3 separate regions of the Mus musculus genome follow, and regions 2 and 3 are each linked to region 1. Evidence: chromatin contacts called from public Hi-C and HiChIP or PLAC-seq data. All regions are on one chromosome and are shown on one strand. The core of a region is the stretch at or near the end of the contact, and the rest is flanking DNA. Distances in the headings are between cores, read along the strand shown.

What was found. A called contact is a pair of places that touch in the nucleus more often than the background predicts. HiChIP or PLAC-seq counts read pairs in DNA pulled down with a chosen protein or histone mark.
Region 2: a contact with region 1 is called in a Hi-C map of B cells, with 7 read pairs. The contact joins the promoter of Zbtb12 here to the enhancer-like site in region 1. A contact is called at or near these places in 1 of 484 Hi-C or Micro-C datasets (B cells) and 3 of 115 datasets of contacts at active chromatin or transcription factors (embryonic forebrain, forebrain and large pre-B cells).
Region 3: a contact with region 1 is called in an H3K4me3 HiChIP or PLAC-seq map of bone marrow-derived macrophages, with 4 times the contacts expected there. The contact joins the promoter of Ppt2 here to the enhancer-like site in region 1. A contact is called at or near these places in 6 of 115 datasets of contacts at active chromatin or transcription factors (bone marrow-derived macrophages, embryonic stem cells, large pre-B cells and 2 more) and 3 of 9 other capture datasets (adipose tissue, embryonic stem cells and liver).

Annotation. Positions count from the first base shown.
Region 1 is chr17:34,070,575-34,074,800 of GRCm38.p6, reverse strand. It overlaps the pseudogene H2-Pb. Among named protein-coding and RNA genes, the nearest start is that of H2-Oa, 20 kb to the left of the region's middle. Within about 2 kb of position 2,505, at least 42 of the 459 cell types and tissues checked have an H3K27ac peak or open chromatin away from gene starts, as enhancers often do. A contact at or near this core is called in B cells and bone marrow-derived macrophages, where this site is marked.
Region 2 is chr17:34,892,392-34,896,617 of GRCm38.p6, reverse strand. Zbtb12 (zinc finger and BTB domain containing 12) reads right to left here and starts at 2,059. Exons shown (of 2, transcript NM_198886.3): 1 at 1,849-2,059; 2 at 1-1,397. The coding sequence starts at 1,377.
Region 3 is chr17:34,625,450-34,629,675 of GRCm38.p6, reverse strand. Ppt2 (palmitoyl-protein thioesterase 2) reads left to right here and starts at 2,241. Exons shown (of 9, transcript NM_001302396.1): 1 at 2,241-2,351; 2 at 2,681-2,871; 3 at 3,064-3,217; 4 at 3,745-3,840; 5 at 3,932-4,039. The coding sequence starts at 2,689. Prrt1 (proline-rich transmembrane protein 1) reads right to left here and starts at 112. Exons shown (of 4, transcript NM_030890.2): 1 at 1-112.

The DNA of each region.
Region 1 (4,226 bases), core at 1,256-3,755:
TGTTCCTGGCTGTCCTGGAACTCACTCTGTAGCCCAGACTGGCTTCACACTCACAGAGATCCACCCGCCTCTGCCTTCTGAGTGCTGGGATTGAAGGTGTTTACCACAGAATCACACTCTCATATGACACTTCTTTTCCACTTCTAGTCCAGTGTAAGGTACATGTATCACCCTCCAAGAAGGTCACCCTGAAGCACCATGACCTGCTGGTCTGCCATGTGACAAATTTCTACCCAGGCGTCATTCAAGTCCAATGGTTCTGGAATAGCCAGGAGGAAACTCCTGTCCACCAGCCTGATCTGAAATGGGGACTGGACCTTCCAGATTCTGTTCATGCTGGAGATAACTCCACAGCAGGGAGATGTGTATGCCTGCCACGTGGAGCACCCCAGCCTGGAGAGCCCCATCACAGTAGAGTGGAGTGAGTCACCCCAAGGGACCCTTCTAGATCCACATCCTTTAGATAAGGCAGTACCTGACTCAAGACCCACTATCCTGCCCTCGCTGTTTATACACTGGGGCCTGAACACCCCAGGAACTTCTGTAGGCACCTGAGGCTGGTTCTGAGCTGGAGGCACGAGAGGAGAGCCTGTTCCTGGTCTGGGGTTGTTGAAGATATGGGATCTGGTCCTGTAAGGAAGTCTAGGGAGGCAGATATCCCCTGCCATGCCCTCACAGCAGGGTCTGACCTCCTCCATCTGCCTTTTTGTCTGTCCTTGTTTGGAAGGCAGCTGTCCAAATCCTCATGGTGATTATTTGAAGACACTAGCCTAGGTCTACATCTCTGAGTCCTTCCACATAGTCTCCCCTACAGTGTGTCCCTCTCAGTGATCTTCATGTTGATAATCCGCATCCCTGTCAGCCACTAAGGAGTGTTGTGCCTCGGGAGGGGACATTAACCCAGAATTCTCTTCTTCCCAGGTATCCAGTCTGACTCTGCCCGAAACAAGATGCTGATTGGAGTGGTTGGCCTGGTGCTGGGACTCATCTTCCTGACAGTGGGCATCACCAGGCACAGGAAGAGCAAGCAGGGTGAGAAGAGTGTAGAGGAGCAGCCTCCAACTCCAGCACAGGCAGGAAGGTCGCAGGTTCAAGGCCTGCCTGAACTACACACAGCCCAGGCATCAAAGATATGAAATAGAGAATCCTGGCAGGTGGCTGGGGCTAGCATTTCCTCGATAAGCTCTCCTGTCCACAGAAGGGTCTAAGGCAGAAAGGTAATGCTAGAGAGTTCTAGAAGCCACTGGAACCAGTGTCGGAGCAAAGCTGTCCTATAGGAAGAGAAGAAGCCCCAGCCAGGGGTCTGACCATTAGACTACAAGGTCCCCAGGTTCCCAGGCTTCTGTGGGTGAGGCGAAGGAGAAGGAGGAGGGATGGAAAGTGTCTCTCACTCTCTAAGGAGATTTTAATAGCTGAGTGTGTATCCTTTCAGCCCTCATCCAGCTCAGCTGAGATCTCCGGGATCTAGATGAGCAGCTAAGATATTGTGGTTGTCCTGAGGGCTCCTCTGCATGATCAGAAAGTCTCAGCCTGAACTTCCCTCACAGTCCTGAGGGAGTGTGGCGGAAGAGTGGGGCTGAGGAAGGAAGCTGGGGTAAGTTGTTCTAACACTTGGTCTTTTAAAAGACTAATTGTTTAGTTTTATTTTATGGGGGGGGGAGAGGGGGAGAGAGAGAGTGTGTGTACTCATAGACAATAAATAAATAAATAAATAAATAAATAAATAAATAAATAATTTTTTTTTAAATCCACCAATGGATGAATCTGACAAGCTCCAGGTCTGCTAACTGCTCACCTCTGAACTATAGTGCATCAGGGACCAAGCCATCAACCCACAAAACTCTGGGAGAGCATTCCAGATCCAAACTGTAACCTTAAACACGGCCATCAGAGAATGCTGAGAGCACCCTCCCCAGCAGAAGTCTCTGCTGTCAAATGTCTATCTGCTGTCTGCCAGCATGGAGGTTGGAAGATCAGACACTATCATGCTGTCAGATTTAAATTATTTAAATTTAAGTGAAGCCATGAATGATCAGTAGCTGCCATGGCGGGCAGGCTGAGTTTATAATCTTTGTCTAAGGCTCTCTGAGTGGCTTTTGTGGGCCGTCTGCAAAGACAACACTAGAGAATTGGGCAAATAAAATAACTGGAGAACTCAGGCTTAACTGGGGAACTGGAGAGGTAAAGTGTCCCTTAGCTCTCAGGATATAACATCCCCAAAGCATAACAGATCCGTTAGCAAGCTAATGAAGTTACAGAAGAAGGGAGCCCTAAGCTGTCAGAATAGCAAAAGCTGCCTGCCCAGCTCAGTAGACACAGAAGCCACCGAACACCACAGAATCACTGTGTGGCTGTGTCCCACATGGGCTCCCGTATTTGTACACTTAGCTCCCAGCTGGTGCCATTATGTTATTTGAGACCTTACAGAAGATAGGTCTCTTCTGTAGGAGATAGAGGCTTGCTAGAGGAAGTGGATCACTGGAGGGCTGGCCATGTGGTTTTACAGCCCAGTACATTTCCTGTCTGTCTAGGTCGTGACTGCTGAGGCAGTGTGACCAGTTGCCTCATGCTACTGCCATGCCTCTTCCGCCATGAAGTGCCAGATCATTTGGAACTGAAGGCCACACTAAACCTCCTCCTTCCTTATGGTGCTTCTTGTCAGGGCTCTGGTCACAGCAGTGAGAAAGAGAACGAATAGAAACACTAAGACAAAGATGGCGTAAGAGCAAAGGACTCAGCTCCTGGGGCTGAGAGATGGCTTGGTGGTTAAAAGCACTTACCATTCCTGCAGAAGACCCAGGTTGAATCCTAGCACTGGGTCAAGCAGATCCCTGTCACCTGTAACTGCAGCTCTGGGGGATCTACCTTTTGGCCTTCACAACGAGCTGCATGCTCTTGGTGCACATAAACTCACACGTGCACACATGCTTCCGCACACATGAGTTCACACACACGCATACACACACACACACACACACACACATATACACACCCTTGATAAGAACATACCTCTCTATACTTTAGTGTTTCCTTTAACATATCCTCTGAAGTCAAGGGGTCCTTGTTTACTACTTCCTTCGCTTACTTTGTCTTTGATCTAAGACCTGGCCATGTCTTCTGGATATAACAGGGTGTGCATTCTCTTTCACCTCCTGTACTGGGGAAAGCCGCGGACAGCTCAGGAACAGATCAATGTGTAGTGCAGAATCGGCGGGGTGCGGGGTGGGCCTAGGATGATAGAAAAGCAGGCTGGAGAAAAATAAAGCTACTTCAGCCTCAGCGCTGGCTGGAGTCATGGTATAGTGTTGTCTTTGTCTTTTCAATCCTGGCTCCCTCCCTCGAGACCCTGTTGACCGACTGAGCTGGCCTGGTCAGCCTCCATTTAAAAAGAATAGAAAGAGTAATCCCCACTGGACTGAGGTAAACCTTCAGCAAGAACAGGTGGCTTCCACCTGATTTGCACGGGGCGATGTGGACACAACCAGAGAGCGTGTCACCATGAGCCCCACACTTGGTGGAGTATGTGTGCCTTCCGAGCCCTTCACAGATGAAACAGCGAGGCTGCACACCAGAGCTGTCACAACAGGAGTAGGACACATCCTTTCACCTCCTGTACTGGGGAAAGCCACAGACCGCTCAGGAACAGATCAACGTGTAGTGCAAGATCAGCAGGGGGCTAACATGGTTGCATCCACCAACGGAAGCAAGCTACTTTGTTGCCTTTCACTAAGGCCAAGATCTGCTTTGCTTGTGCATCTGGGCTGCTCAGGGAGGTATGTATCCCTGTACTTCATTTAAGGTATTGCGTGATGCCATTCCTAATGAGATGTGAATAAATTCCTACTCACCTCAGATAGGGAGCCAACAACAGAGCAGAGTAAGAACACCACCAAAACACAACTCAGGTCATCAATGGGTTAAGTCTATGGCGTTACTGTGGAGTGTGGATGAGCGATTACTTATAGGAATCAGTGACGGCTACACTCAAGAATGCACTCCAACTTGGGCATGAACCTTGGGCATGAAACTCATGAAACTGGAAACTTGGAGTGAGATTGTTTCTAGAAGCTCAGAGTGTCCCTCAGCAGTTCTTTCTGCTTACGCACTTGGGATGGGAAGGACTTAGTGAATCTGGTCAGTTTCAGGAGCTTCCTGGAACTTTTGAGTTGTTCACTTCCTGACTTTTAAGGAGTATCCCTGCAGGATGGAATGTTCCCATCCCTTTA
Region 2 (4,226 bases), core at 810-3,309, 820 kb before region 1:
GCGGATGAGGACATTGATCTCAGCCACACCAGCTTCCAGCACGTTCTCAGCTGTGGTTTTGCCATGCTGCTCCTTGAGGTGCCGCCTAATGGCGGGCTTGTGGGCAAAGCGCACGTCACAGTAGGAGCACCGGTAGGGCCGGGCTCCTGAGTGCAGGTTGAGGTGATCGTGCAGTGTGGACTTCTGAGTAAAGCACTTGCCGCAGATGCCACATGAATGGGACTTGACACCACGGTGGACGTTCATGTGGCGGTTGAGGTTGCTGCTGTGGTTGAACTGCTTGCCGCAGCGTGGGCACATGAAGATGAAGTGTTGCGCACGCATGTGGAAGACCAGCTTCTCCACACCCTGGAACACTTCAGGGCATTTGGTGCATTTGATGTTCTTTAAGGGGTTTCCACTTGAGAAGCCCCCAGGCAGAGGTCCCCGGCTACCCCCTGCCCCCAGACTGCCCCCCGCCCCCCGGGCAGCCATGGCCACCGCTGCTGCTTCCACTAGGCCCGAGGTGGCCCCCACACTGGCCCGGCCTCCTGGGATCAACAACAGGCCTTCCCCTTCCGCGTCCTCTGACAGGCTGTAGCATGCCTTCACCACCCCTTGCGGTGGGGTAACAGTGTTGGGGGCCACACTACTCTGGGCCAGCTCTCCCAGGTGGCTGCTCACAGAGGCCCCGATACCCAGACCCCCGGCTAGGCTTCCAGGGGGTTTGAGCCGGTGTGCCACTTCTAGAGCCGACTCCACTTTGACGATGCAGATGTCAGAAACATCTTCATCTTCATCCTCATCCTCCTCTTCCGCCTTCAGCTCTAGGTCCTCATCCAGCGGAAACTCCAGCTTCACCGGTCGCAGGAGCGGAGGGGGTAGAGGAGGTGGTGGTGGGGGTTTTGGAGCTGGCTTTGGGGTCCTGGCTGGAGGGAGGAGGGACTTGGTGGCACTGACACTGCTTAGGAGGCTAGCCTCGCTGACCCCATCTTCTTTAAGGCCTATTTTGGGCTCAATGAACTGGCTAAGGGCGTTCCGGCATTTCTCCACTACATGCTCCATTTGCAGGTAGGAGGCTGCTGTCAGGTAGTTCACGATGTCCCTGACTGCGAACTCCAGGGCGCCTGTGTAGCAAGAGAGGAGCAAGTCCGCCACAATACGCGCGCTGTGCATCAGTGAGACCTGCAGCTCAGAACTGGGGTTCAGCAAGAACTGGTCCCGGAGGAACGGTGAGCAGGCGGCCAGGATGACCTTGTGGCCACGGAATTTGAGGCTGTCGGCCACGATGGTCACATCACAGAACCGCTCCTCTGCACGGAGCTGGTTCATGTTCCGCAACGTTGCGGCCTCGTGGCCAGGCAGCTGGAAGCGCAGGACTTCCACCCCAGAGGCCATTGTGGCGGGAGTGGACTGCCCTGGGTGGGAAGGAAACGAGTCAGAGACAAAGGTCTCTGGCTGTCGGAGGCCAAGGCTCCAGACCCCTCATCCCTACCTCCCTAGTCTTGGCGCGCCTCCCTCAGTTTCCCCAATTCCAAGGAGGCGCGGTCCCTCCGAGGAGGGAGGCGTGGTTCCCGGGGGCGGGGCAGCGGCGTCCACACCCCCCAGTCCCGCAGCCCGCGCGCCCACGGGAGAATGGATAAAGGGGTGGATGGGGGGAAAAAACCAGAGGATTGCAACTCTGGGGTGGCCCCCGGTTGCAGGTACTCCTCACCCGCCTCGCTCTAGCCTGGGCCGCGCTGCTGTGAGTCCCCCTTTTCACGTCCTCCCACCGCCCGGACAGGTCGTGCACGCCCCCCTCCCACGCGCAGATCTCCGTGGCACGCCCCCCCACCCAGACTCACGACCCTGGGTGCACGCGCCTCTCACCTGGCCCGGTTCCGCGTGCTGATTTTTCCCCCCTGGTCCCCCACCCCCCCGGGGCCAGCGACGCCCCCCACACACGGGCAGGGCCGGGGCAGCGCGCAGGCGCGGGGGTGCACGGGGTGCGCGCGCGGGCCGGCTCCGCGTGGGCGGGAGGGGGAGGGGCGGGGGCAGCTCGTGCCGAGTGTTCCAAGGCCCCGCGCAGCGCAGCGTCCTCGCGGACTCGGGGCGGAGGAAGAGGGGAGGGAATTAAAGGAGCAGGATTCCCCCTCCCCGACCCCCCTTTTCTCCCCCGGCACCCCCACGCGGTTAAAGGGCTGGACAGTCGGGCCTCCCCTTTGGCCAGGATTATTTGTCCGCCAGAGCGGAAATACGCTCCACACCGCCCCCTATTTCACGCTCCCCCTCCTCTCTGCCTCTGGGGCCCGCGGCCCGTCTGCGCGTGCGTGCCAAGGCCCGCGCACTCGGCCCCGCCCCCGGCTCCTAGAGCCCCCCTCCCGCGCCCCAGCGCGTCCCCGCTAGCCCCGCCTGCCCCGCGCCCCCCAGCGCGCGCGCTCCCCGGGAACTGCGCAATCTGCGCGGCCACCTGCTCTCCAGCAAGGCGTCACTCCCGCCCAGCTGTGCGAGTCAGGCCACCTCCCAGAGCCTTGGACCTGCCGGTGGCCTACCAATCTTAGGATCACTGCTGCCCTCGGGTGCATCCTCCGCTGAATGTGTGCACAGTTCCTCAGGCCACATTTCCAGACTTTTCCAAGTCTTCTGAAGCTGGTGCCCACTGTAGTCCTGATCTAAAAGAGAATTTCACTTTCCACAAAGCCTGATGAGCCAGCGCTTGCCCTCAGCTTGTCCGGCTTAGAGCACACGGTTACGTCAATCACACTCATTCTCCCTTCTATTTTATCCACTCTGACTTCTTGCCAAGGTCAAGAACCCCACTCATACTGTGAAAGATTAGTGCGTTTCACCTTCACTGTGTAATTAACCCTGGGACTAATCTTGCAAATTGTGCAATTATTTATATTGGTACTAATGTGCCATCTATAATTTTCTCTGCACCCACTCTGTCCTGTCCCAGAAGAGGAGATGCTCCCTGACCCTAGATACCCACTCTACTCCGGACTGGCTTTCTTTGCCACTCCAAAACTACCTTCAACACAACTTCAATGTGAGTACCTGTCTTGAAGGCTAGCCCACCAGCGCTTCTGTGCACCCCAAATACCCACACTGGCTTTAAAGAATAAAGTCCTCAGGGGGTGGCCGCTGTTGCCTGCAGGTTATATTTTTTTTATTACACCCTCCAGGAAGCTTCTCAATCCTGAGGATGCTCAACTGCTTGCAACCCGATGCCCCCCCCCCCCCCAAGACATCTTGAATACAGGAATTAAGTTATGTATGGGCTGTGTTTTGCAAATAAAAGTCAGACAATAAATGGCTGGGTGTTGACATCATTGGCTTTCAGCTGGACCTGCATCCGCCCATACAAAGTTCATTCCTGATTGAACCGAATTCTCACACCCAAGAGATGCTGTTCCCGGAGAAGGCGCAGACAGCCGCGAGGCAGTACCTTGGCTGTGGTCTTTCATGTTCCTTTTAGAATTCTCTGACTTGTACCCTCACCCAGCTCACTTTGTGGTCAGGTCGTGGATTTTAGGGGGAGTGTAGGCCATTGTGTCTGGTACACCTTGTTTAAAGCCACATTCACTGCCTACTGCACTAGAGTGAAGCCTTGGGCAAATCAGTTCTCTGAATCAAGATGTCTTTATCTTTGAACTCAAGGTTCTGAATGCTTACCAGGCTGATAGAGGGTTCTAGGGAGCCTCTTATACACTGAACAAACAAACACACACTGGATCTGTGGTAACACTGGTTTTTAATTTATTTATTCATTTATTTTTAGTGTCTTTGCTTTTATGAGAAATAGACTCTGGCAGTTTCTTTGTTTTCTTCTTTCTTTCATCCTTTCTTTCCTTTTTTTTTTTTTTTTTTTTAGCCCTGGCTATACTGAAATTCACTCTATAGACCAGCCTGGCCTTGAACTCAGACATCTGCCTGCCTTCCCCACTGCCTCTCTCAAGTCCTGGAATAGTCATGCCTCATCACCACTATGACAGTTTCAAAAGAATTTTCCTTTAAAAATTCTGTTCTCTTATCTCATTTTTTTCTTTTTCTCCTTACCAAACTTTTTTGTTGTTGATTTGTTTTTTGTTTTTGTTTTTTGTTGTTTTTTTTTTGAGACAGGGTTTCTCTGTATAGCCCTGGCTGTCCTGGAACTCACTTTGTAGATCAGGCTGGCCTTGAACTCAGAAATCCGCCTGCCTCTGCCTCCCCAGTGCTGGGATTAAAGGAATGTGCCACCACCGCCTACCAAACTTTTCAAAAGAATT
Region 3 (4,226 bases), core at 992-3,491, 560 kb before region 1:
GTTGGGACAGGGTCTCTGAAGCTGGAGTCAGGGCCCCCTGACTGCTGGCGCAGGAGTCTTAGTGTCTCAGTCCGGGATGGCGCAGCGGCGGTAGCAGCAGCAGCGCGGAAATGGAGAGATGAAGACAGTGTGTGTTGGGGGGGGGGGGTGGCTGGGGGGGAGCTTAAAGGGACCGAGGCAGGGATGGGGGAGAGCTTCAGAAGTCTCCCCCCGAAAAACTCGGTTTCTCTCTGCTTCTGGACCACCTCTTTCCTCCTCTCACCCTGGCAGTCAAGCCCCCAGTTTAGCTCCCTTGGAGTTGTCATGGAAACCGGGAGGCAAGACCAGGCAAGGCGGGTGGGACTAAGAGAAGGAGGGAGGGAGGGAGAAATCTCTAGAGCCTCTCCCGCAAAGACTCGCTGTAGTGATTATATTGTGAGAAGAAGCCAGCTCAATGGATTTACCACACTTATCTCCAGACCCCGTTCAAGCAGTCCCTGCTCATCCATGGGGTTGCTCCCTCAGTTTCCCTCAGAACATCCTGCAAGATAGTTCTAGGTTTCTCCAGGTGTGAGACAGAACTGTACAAAGAGTGGAACCAAGAGGTTCAGACCCCCCCTCCCCCATATACAGCCTGACAATAGAGGTAAGATGCTGACTGTGGCTAAAGAAAAGGAGAAAAAGAAAGCGCCTGTGGGGGTACACAGGTACCTTCTTTCTCTAGGGTTATAAGAAGCTGAAATGCTTCATCAGAGGGAAGCAAGCTCTAATTGCTTGTTTGTGACAGGCAGGTTTGGAAAAGCGTGCTTGTTGGGGGCTGAAGAGTTCTTGGTCCAGTCAGCAGTCACAACCTCTCCTTAAAGCACTCCCTCTCTCCCCCCTCCTCCTGCCCCAAGACGCAGATCCACCCCCGGAGTCAACCCAAGACACAGCGGTGACTTCCACTCTTTTTATTTGCTTTTTGTGTCTTGTAAGGGCGTGGGTGGGGAGGTGGGGTAAGGATAGGCCCTCTACAGAGGTTACACCAGTTGAGCCTTTTTTGCAGAAACCTAGCAGGAGAATCAGAAACACCCCTTTAGGATTTTCCAACTCTCTCCAGAGACAGTTGCTCTAGGACAAAGCCCCTCTGGTGGCGTCCTGGAGAGCAGTCTCCAAAGCCCTGGCTTGAGCCCGTTCCAGGTCTGAGAAATTTTTACCCACGGCCTCATACCGGTGGTTCTGGTTTTTCAACCGTGCATGGATCAGAGGGAACCTTGGACCCATCCCTCCCACACCATCTTCAATACACGCTTCTGGTTTTATTAAGTTCAGATTAAACAAAGTCCCTGAGTACAGGCCTTGAAGCTCAGAAACCCTGCAAACTTATTTAATTGCTAAGTAAAAGCACTGACGGATAAAGGCTATTCCCTGGCACTCCGGCGCGCCGTAGGGGTCACGGGTAGGCCGAGTGGTGCCAGCGCCCGCAGCGGGGAGGAAGTCTGCCTGCACTGGCAGGGTTTGTGTCGCCAGCAGCCCGCAGGGATCTGAGGAGCAGTTTGTCGGGGTCGCTCAGGATTGAAAGACTGGTGGAAATCCTGTGGTGAGTCCTTGAAGCCCACGGGGCCCCACGCCCATATAAGGTGGGTCCGGGAGGGTGGGTCGTGAATGCGGAGATAAAAGTAGGGCCAGAGAAACTGGGTCAGGCTGCACTTCACTTGAGGGGCCTGGAGGACTCTCGGCGTCTCCGGAGACAAGGGCACAACACGCACTTCAAAGTGAAGAGTTGTAAGGCGCTGATCCGGAGCGGGAGGGCAGGCAGGAGTGGGAAGAGGGGCTCTTCAGCTGTGATCGGCCTGGCACTCTGGCCTAACACAAGCCTGGCGTCCAGCGATAGAAGCGGGAGTCGCCTTTCGTCAGTCCTAACCTCCCCCCTCGCACGTTTTCTTGGGCTCTGCTACGAAGCCAGACAGCCTGGATTGGAAAGTGGGCCGCATTAAGGAGGGGAAGTTGCACCCCTGGGTGGCTGGATGCAGCTGAAGCCTAGGAATGCCTTCTTTAGAAACCCAGTATTATCTTTTTCTGCTGTTGCCTCTCCCCATCCGGCTAAATGGATCGCTCTGTCTATTTCCTCCCCAGTTCTTTGGGTGCAATGGAATGTTCCATTGCCCCTCCGGTCCGCTGTCCGCGTTGCAGGGGACGCTCGCCCTGTTGCCAGGGAAAGTCCCGGACGTGACGGCTTTGCGCGACCCCGAGCAGCACCCCCCCCCCCCCCCCCGCGCCCCGTCCGTCATCCCACTGCGCGCTCTCCTTGTCCCCCTATCCCCGTATCCGGTGGATTACAGACTAGGTACAAGTAAACAGCTGGCGGAACGAAGCCTCCAGACACAGACCAGGTGGGAGTTTCCACTCTCCGTGTGTCCTGGGCCGCTGTTCCCCGGCCTTTGCAGATCCCAGAGTAGTGAATGGCCGAGGTGATGCTTAAGGGAGATCCTGGGCCTTGGGACAAAGTCCCTTGGGCGCCAAGTTGGGGGCGGGACTTAGGGTGAGCATTGGTGCATGGAGGTGGTAGGTGTTTGTGCCGAGCCATCTGGATGGAGTAAGTTAAAAGTAGCCTTCCCTCATACGGACCAGGAGTAGGAGCGGAGGCCGGAGAGTTGCTTGCTGTGAGTCTGTTGGGAGTGGAGAGGCGTCGTCTCCCTCACGGCCTCTCGTTCCTTCTCAGGTGGGAGCATGCCGGGGCTATGGAGGCAGAGGCTTCCTTCGGCTTGGGCTTTGCTTCTCCTGCCGTTCCTGCCGCTGCTGATGCCCGCAGCCCCCGCAGCCCACCGCGGGTCCTACAAGCCCGTGATCGTGGTGCACGGGCTCTTTGACAGTTCATACAGCTTCCGCCACCTGCTGGACTATATCAATGAGGTCTGTGGGGGATACTGAATGGATATAAAGTGGCTGGGGGAGGAAGCGTGGGCAGATGAAAGACAGCCAGCCCCTCTAGGCTAGTTTTCAGGGTACTGCTCCCCGCACGGGGAGAGCTGAGGGATGGGGGTTCCTGCAAGCACAGTGAATACACTTTGTCCAACCTAGTGCCGCATTGCCCCTTTCCCACAGACACACACCGGGACTGTGGTGACAGTGCTTGATCTCTTCGATGGCAGAGAGAGTTTGCGGCCCCTGTGGGAACAGGTACAAGGGTTCCGAGAGGCTGTGGTCCCCATCATGGAAAAGGCCCCTGAAGGAGTGCACCTCATCTGCTACTCCCAGGGTAAGCAACGCACACTCTTAACTCCCAACCCCCGTCTGAGCTTGACCCTTATCTAAGGCCTACTTTCTGGCGTTTGTGTCCTGAGTGGGAGGGAGGGTTCCTTCTGTGCTCATTGGCCATGGTTCTTAGATTTAAGGAATTACAGAGCAGCTAAAAGCATTTCAGTTGGTCAGAGGCCTAAACTCGCACCATGGCTCCATCATGTGACCTGTGACCCGTGCTGGAATGGAGTGTATCGGAGGCCTGGGATTCTGAGAGACAGGAAGTAAGGATCACTCCAGTGGCTATTCTTAAGACCCTTTCGGAGCTGGAGAGATGGCTCAGCGGTTAAGAGCACTCACTGACTGCTCTTCCAGAGGTCCAGAGTTCAATTCCCAGCAACCATGTGGTGGCTCACAACCATCTGTAATGAGATCTGATGCCCTCTTCTGGTGTGTGTGTCTGAAGACAGGGACAGTGCACTCATATACATGAAATAAATCAATCAACCTAAAAGACCATTTCCAACACTGGTGCTCTGCTTCCAGGGGGCCTGGTGTGCCGTGCTTTGCTGTCTGTCATGGATAACCACAATGTGGACTCTTTCATCTCCCTCTCCTCCCCACAGATGGGCCAGTATGGAGGTGAGTGGGCACTGTGGGTGCCATAGAAGGCAGTATAGTGTGTTCGGGGCACAGAGATTTGATGGCCCTTGGCATGGCGGTTCTCTTTCAGACACGGACTATTTGAAATGGCTCTTCCCCACGTCCATGCGGTCTAACCTCTATCGGGTCTGCTATAGTCCTTGGGGCCAGGAATTTTCCATTTGCAACTACTGGCACGGTGAGTGGGCCTCCGTGGTCGGGGTGCTACGGAGGATGAGGCCTGTTGCTCCCAATCTGACATAACCAAAGCAATCGCTTCCATTTAACACTTATAAAATAGACACTGTTCAGAATGTGGTGTGCAAACCAGCCAGTTGCCTCAAAGAGTGTAGTCTGATGCAAAAATTTAAAAAAAAATGGCTTAT